Linked DNA regions of Mus musculus: region 2 is linked to region 1. A link is a contact called in public HiChIP or PLAC-seq data. All regions are on one chromosome and are shown on one strand. Each heading gives the region's core, a stretch centred on a gene start, on an enhancer-like site or on the middle of the called end of the contact. The rest is flanking DNA. Distances are from core to core; before and after follow the strand shown.

What was found. HiChIP or PLAC-seq counts read pairs in DNA pulled down with a chosen protein or histone mark.
Region 2: a contact with region 1 is called in a CTCF HiChIP or PLAC-seq map of the NIH/3T3 cell line, with 11 read pairs. The contact joins two enhancer-like sites. A contact is called at or near these places in 1 of 15 datasets of contacts at CTCF or cohesin (the NIH/3T3 cell line), 3 of 484 Hi-C or Micro-C datasets (the MC3T3-E1 cell line, the N1E-115 cell line and embryonic fibroblasts), 1 of 115 datasets of contacts at active chromatin or transcription factors (embryonic stem cells) and 1 of 9 other capture datasets (adipose tissue).

The regions. Positions count from the first base shown.
Region 1 is chr3:103,681,614-103,687,891 of GRCm38.p6, reverse strand. No RefSeq gene overlaps it. Among named protein-coding and RNA genes, the nearest start is that of Olfml3, 53 kb to the left of the region's middle. Within about 2 kb of position 3,966, at least 88 of the 459 cell types and tissues checked have an H3K27ac peak or open chromatin away from gene starts, as enhancers often do. A contact at or near this core is called in the NIH/3T3 cell line and embryonic fibroblasts, where this site is marked.
Region 2 is chr3:103,756,558-103,762,835 of GRCm38.p6, reverse strand. It overlaps Hipk1 (homeodomain interacting protein kinase 1), which reads left to right. Exons shown (of 16, transcript NM_010432.2): 6 at 1,165-1,349; 7 at 2,179-2,341; 8 at 4,076-4,301. Among named protein-coding and RNA genes, the nearest start is that of Gm15886, 12 kb to the left of the region's middle. Within about 2 kb of position 3,040, at least 54 of the 459 cell types and tissues checked have an H3K27ac peak or open chromatin away from gene starts, as enhancers often do. A contact at or near this core is called in the NIH/3T3 cell line and embryonic fibroblasts, where this site is marked.

The DNA of each region.
Region 1 (6,278 bases), core at 2,717-5,216:
TCAGAGTAGGGACCCTGAATGCTAGGGCCAGGGTAGTGGCCATGGAGACTGTGAGCTATCACTGGATTTAATATGTAGCCCAAGGGTTCAGGATTTGAAGTGAGAAGTCAAAGCAAGGATGGCTTGAGTCAGGGCACAGAGCCACCAACTCTGGCTGCAGAGAAGGGGGAAAGGAATGTTCTAGTAGGAAACTGAAGTTAGAAGGGAGAATGAAGATTATGGTTTCAGACATGCTGATTCTGAGCACTCTACAGTTTGGATACACACATTACAATCAAGCAAAACCAAACCAGCGAGTCTAGAAAGTGGGGTGTCCACGGAGGCTTCAAATAGCCAACCCCTTCACACTAAGATCCTTATAACAGAATCCTCAGTTTTAAAGTTTGACTCCTCTCCTGACTTGGTGGTTGTGGGCATATTTGTATAGATCCTCACTGGGAAAATGTGGCTAAAATATTGTTGACCGTAAAATAAGATTGCCGTAAAGACTCAGCGAGCAGCAATCAGAGAACCAAATGAAGCCCCTGGTCCGCAGTAAGCATTTAATAAATACTATAGCTGCTTTCATTTCCTAAGTCTGTGATAACTAAGTGCTACCAACTGTGTGGTCCAAAGCAGAGCCTTGGTGCCTGCCTCACAGTTCTAGAACTGGGAAGTTGGACATCACCGTCACACTGGGGCTGTGCTGTTCATAGCAGGTCTCTTTCCAGACTCTGCCAGCTTTCGAAGCTTATAGCAACTCTGAACCATGCAGCTGATGCCTCTGTAGACACATAGCTGTCTCCCCCATGCCTCTGTCCTCACACGGTACTCTATCTCGGTCTCTCTCTCTCTCTCTCTTTATCAAGACACGGCTGCTTTATTTAATTATTTTTCATTATTTATTTCTTGGAGACAGCTTATTAATTAACTTTCTCATTGATGTAATAAAATGCCAGACAGAAGCAAAGGGGAGAAGAAAGGCTTTATTTTGGATTACAGTTTGACAGCGCAGTCCATCAAGGTGGGGAAACCGTGGAGTGGGAACACAACATGGCGGGCCACGCTAAATTTACAGTCATAATGGGAAGAACGCCAGTGATCACGGGATTTCCTGTTTCCCTTTTTATTAGCTCTGGGACCTTAGCTAATGAGGTGGTGCCACCCATTCACCAACTATGGTGACGCCTCCTTCCTCAGTGAAACCTCTCTAGAAATGTCCTTACTGACAGGTGCCTGGGATTCTAAGTCCAGTCAGAGTGACAATAAATAACCATCAAATAACGTTTCACTGTGTGTCCTGGCTGGCCTTGAACTCATTATGTAGCATAGGCTGGCCTCAAACCTACAGAAACCTGCCTGCCTCAGTACTGGGATTACAAGTGAGCTACCAGGCCCAGCAAAGACATCGTTCATTTTAGAGTAAATGCTGACCCTACTCCAACATGGCCATACAACCTTGTCTTAGCCAGTTATATCTGCAGCAGCCGTATTCCCAACTAAGCTCACCGTTAGAAGTGCTGGAGATTGGGGAAAAGAGGCCGATTCCAACCCATGATAACAATATTAACGTGATGGACAGCACTAGCCTTTCTATCTCGGTAGAACAAAACCATCTACTACTGGTTCTTATGATCTCATGTGCTTGACATTTAGTTTTTTTTTTTTTTTAAAGGTTGAGGCGATCTGTTTATATTTAGAATCATAAGATTTTTAAAGTGAATCTGAAGTGACCAGAAATAATTTAGTTCAATTCCCATATTTCATGGTTGAGGAGACTGAAGCCTAGAATTGTGATGTGATTTGGCAGAGGTCACATATCTGGACAGTGGCTAGTGCTCATCCCAAAACATTGGTGTGTGTGTGTGTGTGTGTGTGTGTGTATATGTGTTCACGTATGTGCATGTTCCTATGTGTGTGTATGTTTGTGTGTGTGAGCATGATTGTGTGTGTGTTTGTATGTGTGTGTTTCTGTATGTGTGCATGTTTGTGTGTATATGTATTAGTGCATGTTTGTGTGTGTATGTGTGTGTGCATATTTGTGTGTATGTGTATATATGTGTGTGCATGTATGTATGTGTGTGTGCATGTGTGTATGTGTGTATGTGTGTGTGCATGTGTGTATGTTTGTATGTGTGTGAGCGTGAATGTGTGTGTATGTATGAGTGCATGTGCATGTGTGTGTGCATGTGTGTATGTTTGTGTGTGTGAGCGTGTATGTGAGTGTATGTGTGCGTGTGCATGTTTGTGCAAGCATGTGTGTGTGTGTGCTCCTTCAGTTCTGAGGATGTGAATTCCATGCCTTGGGTGCTCTACCTAAGCTCTCTACCACAAATCTGTTGTCCCTGCAGCCTTAGGAAACCCTGTCCTCTCAGGTAGTGGCTCTCGATTGCTCTGACTTGGTCTTGCAGTTGAATAGAATTATATTTCACTTCCTTCACCTATACTGAATCATGTCCTCTCTCCAAGAGTGTCACCCACCTAAGGCCAACTGCAGCTTCAAGGGAAGAGCCAGGAGTCATACATGGGATGCTACCATCTTCTTAGTTTCAGAATACCGGTCTTCTGTTTCTATGTGATTTTGGAAAGATTCTATAGCAACAAGTGAGGCCAAGCCCTTCAAAACTGGAAAATAATGTGATGGGCCACACTCTGTGCCATCTGCAGCTCCTGTAATCCCCAGGTGGGGTGGGAGAGGGGAGGGTGGGGAGGGGGTTGGGGTGGAGGGTGTGAGTGTGGGGTGGGATGAGGTGAGGTGAGGATGGGGGTGTGGCTGGGGTGGGGTGAAGTAAATTTAAACATCAAACTCATTCTCTAAAGAGCAATTTTAGTTCAACAACATAAACAAATCTAGTGCAACAAGAACACAGGCAGATCTTAGAGTAAGCTGAAAAGATGGTCTTAGGGTATTTTTAGTATAGAATACTGATGGACTAGAAGCAGCTGAAGCAGGAAGGCAATTGCTAGCTCATGGTGTGAGAACATCAGAGGCTGGGCCTAGGGACTGTGCTGGTGTTAGTTTCTCCAGAACTGGTTTCTCTTAGGGTCATAAAATGGTTGCAGCATCTACAAAGGTAATTGCAGCACCTGTGATGTTCTTTTGACAAATGCCTTGTCCCCAGGGGGCTTTGCTGTCTCTTGGAAACCTTTCCTTCTATGACCACTCAGTTATCAGACACCGTAAACTGCTTGCTCAGGTCTGTTTGTGCACAAATCAGCCAATGCAGAGTCCATGTTCCAAAATACTTTTTTAAAAATCAGGCTTTCACACCTTGGACCTCCCTCCACCTGCTCTAATCTCCTCACGGTCAGCCAGGAGGCAACTGGGAACAGTGTCTAGGCTCCAGCTTAAGCTGAAATGTAGTTAATTCTACACCTGGTTACTCAATGGGTCCATACTGCAGAGGACTTTAGGGGGACTCCCCTCTGTTCCTACCTATTCCTGAATGCCCATAGGTGTCCCCATGTGGCTCTGGATAGTGTGGCAGATTGCTTTTTTCTTGAAAACTGAGAACAAACTATTTTTTCCAAAGCCAACTGTACTTGAATAATAATAAAGGCTAAGTTTCCAAACAGTACAAAGCCATGAATGGGTACCTAACAAGATTACATCTGCTTTCTGAAGACATTGGGCTGAAGGTATGGGATGTCAGGTAGACAGCTGTATTTCTGTCCTAAGCCCTAAAAGACTACAAGTTAAGAGGAAAGAGAAAACTTTCCCGGATGCGTGTGCTTCCCACGAGAGCTGAGGATCCCAGCTGGACTTGACGTTGCTCGGTAGGGATGGCTAACAGGTGTACTTGATGTGAAGAGAGTGCCTGACTTGGCCAGAGAATTTGATTTGGTTCTTGGCTCTTAATCACTTCCCTTGGGAATGGGAGCAGACTTGGGAAGAAGTCCTCTCATCAAATGAACCAGCCTGGCTGTGTGCAGCACTCTGATCCCTCCCCTCCTAGGAGTCTTGGTTGCAGAAACAAGATGCTGTGACAAGAACAGTGGCTCATAAGATCTATTTCTGCCCTCTGCTAGTGACTCATTGGATGACTCAAGGTGAATCTACCAATCTCCGAGTGCCACCCCCATCCCTGGGGAACAGACCATGGCAGAGTCGACCCCCACCCCCACCCCGACACACACCAAGGTCAGCTGTCTATAGGGGCTGGGCAAAGACCACCAGCTGCGTTCCCTGCGGCTCAGCCCCTCCTGGCCTTTCTGGCTCGTCCTCTCCTCCCACTCTCCAGCTTTATTCCCTGCCTTTCCCTTTCCCGAACAGCACCGCTCCTAAGTAACCCAGACAGGTGTCCTGGGATGGCTCTGCAAACTCTGCAGGCTCCCCCTGATCTGCGGGGGAGCAAGCCGGTGATTGCTTGCTATTAGCAACTCGGTTTGCAGGATAAATAATGTGAACCTGAGTGCTGGCCCCCGTGGGATAGGGCAGATTTCCATTTTGCATCGGGTCAGCTTCCGAAGCGCTGGGGCTTTGAGTGTTAATCGTTGGTTCTCTCCAGGCACCCCTCCCCGGGCTTTACAACGCTCCAGTCCTGGTGGGACTTTACATTAGAATCCGACCGAGAAACTATTGCCCTTTTCATTGTTTTCCTTGCAAATTAGTTTTCTAGATTTAATGGCTCTGGTTGCTGAGCAGATTGAAGAAATTGGGGCGGATGGTGAGGTGGGGTGAGCTGGGGAGCCCATTACAGGCGCTTGGCTATTGGCTAGGCCCAGAACTTTGAGGCTTTGAGATTTAGGTAGATTAATTCTCACGGGGGGGGGGGGGGGAGAAGGGGGTGTCTGTGAAGTGGGAGTGAGCTTTCTCTTTCCCTGGAAGGAATTTTATTTGTTGTTATTGTGTGTTTAAAAAAATTTTTTTTAGAGAACTGTGGTGTCACAATATAATAGATTGCAAAGGTTCTCTATGGGATGTGGGGGTGTGTTGTATTGCTCAGTTGTGGGCAGATCTTGTTATAGTCAGACATGGGGATTGAACATTGCAGAAGATGGCTTCATTAGTGCTGTACAGCAAAAGAGTAAAAGCAAAATAAGAAGGGAAAAACCCAAACCTGGGATGCCCTGGTCTGGAAATGTGGGCTTGAGTACATTCTGGGTGGGCAGACAGGGACAAGATGCATTTGCATTTCCAGGAAACCAGGGCCAGGCTGAGCTGGGCTGCGCTGCACTGCATTTGACACTGGAGGAGGTCAGCGGGCCTGTGTGAAGGATGGCAGGAGCTGGTAACCTGGCTGATTCATCTCTGAGTTTAGGAAGTGTTAGTCATTTGTGCAGTGAGTTGAGACCAAACAGTGCCTCACAGGCTGGAAAACAAGGCTGAGTGGGAGTTCCCACAAGGGGCTGAGCTTCACAGTAGGAAGATGGACGCGCATGTTGGGATGTGCAGCAAGAAAAACAACTATTAGTGAAGGAGAACTTGTGGAGAGGGAGACTGTGCCAAGGGAGCGGCATCATTAGCCTTCTGCTTCAGGTGGAAGCCTTTTTGGGCTAACAGGGTGATACGTGGCACTAAAAACTAAGCTGATCACGATGCAAATGTCCCTGTAGCATAAGATGGGGATAATTTCCCAAAGTAGGATCAAGGCTGTGTTAACGGGAATGCTGTGCATTCCTTATCTATCCTAGGCTCTGGAAGGAATTTGGTTGTTTTTGTAGCCAACAGTGTTTACTTTCAGGTCATCCAGGGAAAAGCAGACTGTAGCATTTGTTGTAGGGAAACCCAGAAATACAGTGGAAACAATTCCTGTGCCTCCTCCCTCAACACACAGGAGTTGTTCTCAGCTGAGAACTGAGTGCTAAGAAGACCTCCTGCTCATAAGTTCAATGAGTAGCAGGACCAAGAAGAAAATGGGTGAGTCTTGCTCCCTCCCAAGATGAGTGATCTCCATTGTCAACATGATGGGCTTTAGGATCACCATGGCAACATGCCTCTGGGTGTGACCATGAGAATGTTTCCAGAAAGGTTCAATGGAAGAGAGAAGACACACCTTGAATATGAGAAGGATCATCCCATTGGCTGGGGTCTCGGAGTGAGTAAAACAGAGAAAGTGAACTGAGAACTAGCATTCATCTTTCTCTGCTACCTGACTGTGGATGGAATGTGACCAATCGACAGCCATGCTATCCCCACCACGATAGACTGGATCCCTAAAAGCCACAATGAACCCTTCCCAACTTAAGTTGCTTCTCGTGTGGTTTCATGGTCACAGTGGTGAGAAGAGTAACTAATGGGAGGGGAAGAACAGCCCAATTGTGGTGGTTTGAATGAGGAATGCCCCCATAGGTTCATA
Region 2 (6,278 bases), core at 1,791-4,290, 76 kb before region 1:
ACCTACCTCTAATCACTCCAGTTATTGGCTGTAGTCACTTTTATTTAACAAGGAACAAGGTTTACACAACCAAAGCTTGTAGGCCCAGACTCTTGGGAATAGAATTTAGCATTACAGTGCGTACTGTTAGACCTAATCTCCACGGGATACTTTGAAGATGCTTGATTTGAATTTTCTTTAACCCAAACATCATGAAACTCAAATTTGTAGCTTTTTAAGCACCAAGAGGTACTAAAAAACCGTTCAGATTTTGAAGGTTTCCGAGTTGGGGTTTTTGGGTTAAGGTTGTTAAACTGATGAAGACTGTGCAGATATTCTGAATTAGTTTTTATTGTTGTTTTTGTTTTGTTTTGCTTTATTTTGTTTCAAGACAGGGTTTCTCTGTGTAGCCCTGGCTGTCTTGGAACTCACCAGGCTGACCTCAAACTCATGGAGATCCACCTGCCTCTGCCTTTGAGTACTGGGATTAAAGCCCCCAAGCTTGGCTATAAATATTCTAAAATCTCCAGGCTCTAAAACCTGAAACCCTTTACCCCGGCCTTGTAAACAGCAGGCAGCCTGCGTCTGTTCGCCTTTGCTTTTGCTTACTGATCTTATTTTGGAGGAATATTTGTAAAGGTTTCTCTCTTGTCTGTCTCTACCTCATAAGTAATTGTCTAAGAGCTCACATTTACTGCCTATTGTGTTAGCTAATGAAGAGAGCTAGCATTACACTTGAAAGTTTTGTTCTGGGCTGACAAGATGGCTCCATCATGAGGAAGGGGGCTTGCTACCACGCCCCACATCCTGAGTGTGACTCCCACAGTCCACATAAGAATGCTTACTGCATTCCAAATTTAACTGCTTTGTACTATGCCATTTCATTTTTTCAATGATAGAAACTTGTTTATTTCAATAATGAAAAACATCTTTTTGCTGAACAACTTTCAAAATGTTAATGCCAAGAGTCAATTTAGCTCTATTATACCACATAGGCAGAGAGTTTCCTTCTGTGGAATTATTATTCTGTAATTAAACTTAATTTCCCCAGTTTTCTCTTTTCTAAAATGCTTCTATTAAATATCTGCTTTCTCTTGTTTGGAGAGAAAAAGCAGACACAGTAAGCTCTTAATGTACTATTTAAGTCAGGAAATACAACATTTCTAATTTTCTTTGCTTGCAAAGGTAAATATGTCTACAGACTTAGAGGGGACAGATATGTTAGCAGAGAAAGCAGATCGGAGAGAGTATATTGATCTTCTAAAGAAAATGCTGACGATTGATGCAGATAAGAGAATCACGCCTCTGAAGACTCTTAACCACCAATTTGTGACGATGAGTCACCTCCTGGACTTTCCTCACAGCAGCCAGTGAGTATGGGGGTCGGGCTGTGCCGCTGTGTCCGCACAGCAGCCAGTGAGTATGGGGTCGGGCTGTGCCGCTGTGTCCACACAGCAGCCAGTGAGTATGGGGTCGGCTGTGCCGCTGTGTCCACACAGCAGCCAGTGAGTATGGGGTCAGGTGTGCCGCTGTGTCCACACAGCAGCCAGTGAGTATGGGGTAGTCGGGTGTGCCGCTGTGTCCACACAGCAGCCAGTGAGTATGGGGTCGGCTGTGCCGCTGTGTCCACACAGCAGCCAGTGAGTATGGGGTAGTCGGGTGTGCCACTGTGTCCACACAGCAGCCAGTGAGTATGGGGTCGGGTTGTGCCGCTGTGTCCACACAGCAGCCAGTGAGTATGGGGTCGGCTGTGCCGCTGTGTCCACACAGCAGCCAGTGAGTATGGGGTAGTCGGGTGTGCCACTGTGTCCACACAGCAGCCAGTGAGTATGGGGTCGGGTTGTGCCGCTGTGTCCACACAGCAGCCAGTGAGTATGGGGTCGGGTGTGCCGCTGTGTCCACACAGCAGCCAGTGAGTATGGGGGTCGGGCTGTGCCGCTGTGCCTCGGTGGAGTTGCCATCTTATTTCCAGGGCGCTGCCAGGTCAGCAGTCATTTTGTTGCTGGTAAATTGACTCACTGGTGCTTTTCTTTCTAAAAGCTGTGGGCTTAGAGAGAGGTGTCGATTTTTCTTCTTGTTAGAACAACCCTTGGTTCTTCTTTCTGAAAATATTTGGAAACAAATACTTTGTTCCATGTCTGTTTTGAATTTTTTGTTTTAACTCCAGCATTCATTTAGTGTATTTCTAATCTTTTTCAGCGTTAAGTCCTGTTTCCAGAACATGGAGATCTGCAAGCGGAGGGTTCACATGTATGACACAGTGAGTCAGATCAAGAGTCCCTTCACTACACATGTCGCTCCAAATACAAGCACAAATCTAACCATGAGCTTCAGCAACCAGCTCAACACAGTGCACAATCAGGTACAGTGAGGGACTGTGGGAACTCGAGCCTAGGTGGGGCAGAGGCAGTAAGAGAGACCAGTCCTATGCTGCTATTTCTGTTGCTTCTTTAGCATTTTCTGTGTGAGGGCCTGGGCAAGATGGCTCATCAGGTAAAAGTCCTTGCCGTGCAAGCCTGGGGGCCTCAGTTTGATCATGAAAAGTCATGGTAGAAAACTTAATTTCCAAAAGTTGTCCTCAGACTGTAGAACACGCATGCCCACACTCACAGGTATCATGCATGTGTGATAATAATGCAGGCCAGTTTCGGGCTCAGTCTTCTCTGTTATGAAGAAAAGAATTGGCAAACATAATAAACGACCAAATAGATGTACCTGCCAGCCATATTCGGACAGTATTTAAATACATGTCCTTATAAGACTTAGTGTACATGGGCTCTGAATATTGAATTACTTGTTGCTGCTAGATTACTAAGCTTGATCAAGTAATTTACTCTTTTGCAATAGGATTTTATATGTACTCATATACATAAAATAAATAAACCTTTTAAAAAAGGTGGCATTATATTTGCTTGCTAATAAGAAAAGTCTCTCTAAAAATGTAAGCTCAGTTTTTTAGTTTGGTGTACTTTTTAAAAACCTGTAAGTGCTTATGAGTTTCAGTGGACTCTCCTATGAAGCATGCTGCTGACATAGCTGAGCTTTGTGTCATCACTTCCCAGACAGCACCAGCGTAACCATGTGTCACTCCTCATGTGCTGACTCACCTTCCCTTCATAGTACCACTCTCTGCTTGCTTATTTCTGGTTCTGGAGATGGAATCTAGGCAAACACTGTATTACCGTATTCCTGAGCTGTGTATCCCTAGCCCTGGAAAACTTAGAGAGTTATTTCAAAGATAACTAGTATTACATTTTAAAGTTTTGTTCTGGGCTGACAAGATGGCCCCATCATGAGGAAGGGTGCTTGCTGCCACGCCTCACACCCTGACTGTTACTCCCAGAACCCATATGGTAAGAAGCGAGCTCTGACCCTCCCTCAAGTCGTCCTTTGACATCATTTGCACATGGTGCAATAAACAAATAAATGCTTTAAAAAGATAAAAGGCTATAAAGCTGGATGTAGTGCTGTACACCTTATTCAGGCAGAGAGAAGTAGACATGTCTCTGAGGTCTCAGCCAGCCTGTCTAACATAATGAATTCTAGGCCTTCTAGAACTACATAGGAAGACCTTGTTTTAAAAAACAAAACAAAGTAAACAAACCTTTTGTTTTTAGTTTTTATTTTTTAAGACTAGGGATATAGCTCAGATGACAGTGCTTGCTAGCATGCATGGCCCAACATTATATCCTCTGCATTGCAAAAGCAAGTATGGTGGTACACCTTAAGTCCCATATCCAGATGATGAGACGGGAGGATCAAAAGTTCAAATGTCACTCTTGGATAGATAAGGAGTTTGGTGCCAGCCTGGACTACATGAGAGTCAGCCTCAAAAGTTTTTCTTTAAAAAAAAAATTTGAGAGCTAGGAGGGCAGGGTGTGTGAGTAATGGCACATGCCTTTAGTCCCAGCACTTGGAAAGGAAAAGACAGGGGGATCTCTGTGAGTTCAAGGCCAGCGTTGTCTACAAAGTGAGTTCTAGATCAGCCTTGGGTGCACAGACAAACCCTGTATGGAAAAACAAAACAATGAAGAAGATGTGCATATTGTGTACGTCCATCTTCTAATACCGTCTCTGTGTGATCTTGCTGTTTCAGGCCAGTGTTCTAGCTTCCAGCTCTACTGCAGCAGCAGCTACCCTTTCTCTGGCTAATTCAGATGTCTCGCTGCTAAACTACCAATCGGCTTTGTACCCATCGTCGGCAGCGCCAGTTCCTGGAGTTGCCCAGCAGGGTGTTTCCTTACAACCTGGAACCACCCAGATCTGCACTCAGACAGATCCATTCCAGCAAACATTTATAGTATGCCCACCTGCTTTTCAGAGTAAGTACAGAAACTCTTCCCTCTGTGGAATTAGACATTGGACTTACCTGCTCTAGAAGATCTAGTTGTTCAGTTCTGATCTTTGACAAGTTTAAACTCTGATGTAGATGACTGAAATTGGGAGCTGCCATATAGATTTTTTTCCCTTTTCATTGATTTTCTTGACCGAGTTGCTGTATAATGTGTTTGTTTCCATTGAAGGAAAATATTTGTATAAGCATATACATGTCAGTTTATAGAATATATACATCTTTAAATTGTTATAATCAGAATTGTTATGTGTTGACTTTAGTGTGACTTTATTATAGGATATAGTTAAGAATATAGAAACTAAAAATGTCAGTCATACATACAGATTATTGTTTTTTGAACTGAAAAATTCTACAAAAGGAAGCCCTTGTAGGGAAGGCACGGAGCCATCTGCTGAAGCCTGTGATTCTTAGTTTTCAAACTCCATCTTCCAATAAGATTAATTTTCATATTTCCATGTTTCCTTATTTTTCATATTGTTTCGTAATCCAGTCTGTTCAGTTCTTTCTTTTCCCCTAGAACTTGGGAAATGTGTGTTGGAAATGTCTTTTGGTAAGCTATTTGGAAGGTTAAATTATTTTGACTCTTTTCTGACAACACACTTAGCTTTCCCTTAGGAAGTCAGTGACAGGGTGGTTGTAGTGGCTCAGACCTGTAATCCCAGCATGAGGACTGTGGAGCTAGTCAGGTGTTAGAGTAAGACACTGCCTCCAAAACCAAGTAAAAGTAAAAACAAGAAATAAGCCAGACACAGATAACAAATACCATGTTTTCTCTTATATGTAATTTTCCTTATACGTAATATGTAGTTTTCTCTTATATTTAGACCCTGGATTTAAATATGCATTCTGTGACAGTGCATGAGTGAGTGAGTGAGTGAGTATGTGTGTGTGTGTGTGAGATAAAATCAGAAGGGGGATTGTGGTAGGGGAAGAAGAGATTTGTTTGTTTGTTTTTTGAGGCAAGGTTTCTCTGTGTAGCCCTGACTGTCCTGGAATTCACTCTAGACCTTAAACTTAGAAATCTGCCTGCCTCTGCCTCTGCCTCCCAAGTGCTGGGATTAAAGGCATGCACCACCACTGCCCAGCGGGGGAAGAGATCTTAAGGAAGGTGGAAATGGGCTAATGGAGAACTTGTAATTGGAAAGCAGAGGAGGGACTCTTAGTCCTTACTGCTGTGAGCAGACACCATGACCAAGGCAGTCCTTGTAAGATCAACATTTAATTGTGGAATATCATCAAGGTGTAAACATGGCAGTGTCCAGGCAGGCATGACACAGGCAGAGCTGAGAGTTATATATCTTATCTGCTGTCCTCTAAGAGAAGACTGAATTCCAGGCAGCTAGGAAGTGGGTCTGATAGCCCACACCCACAGTGACACACCTACACCTACAGGGTCACACCTTCAAATAGTGCCACTCCCTGGGCTGAGCATATACAATCCATCACAGGGACTAACTGGGAGAGGGAAGAGAACTGCCTGCCGGGAGTCCGGAGGAGCAGGACACTAGGAAAGGGAATGAATGAGACCAAGTGTCATGGCATGACTGAGGGTGCTATGATGAAACCCACTGCTCTGTAGACAAACTTGAAACCCTTAATTTTGAAAAAAGAGAAAGAGAAGCTTGGTGTCAATGTGGGAATAAACCAGGATCCAGGCTTCTCAGAGCATTTTATATAGAAGCAGGTAGCCTTTTTATCTTTTTACTTAAGTTACTTATTGATTGTGACTTTTGTTTGTTTGGTTTCTGACAGAGTCGGAGCAAGCGGAAGGAAATGAGGGTCTGGGGGAAACTGAGAGCTCCCCGGGAGGCCAGGAGAGCGGTAGCGGTGTAAGCCAGGGAGAGACCACAGGGGGAGCGCAGGAGCAGATTCACAATCCGTAAATGCAAATTTAGCCTAATTTACCAAATTATTTTCTATATATACCTCATAGGAGTAGATTCTA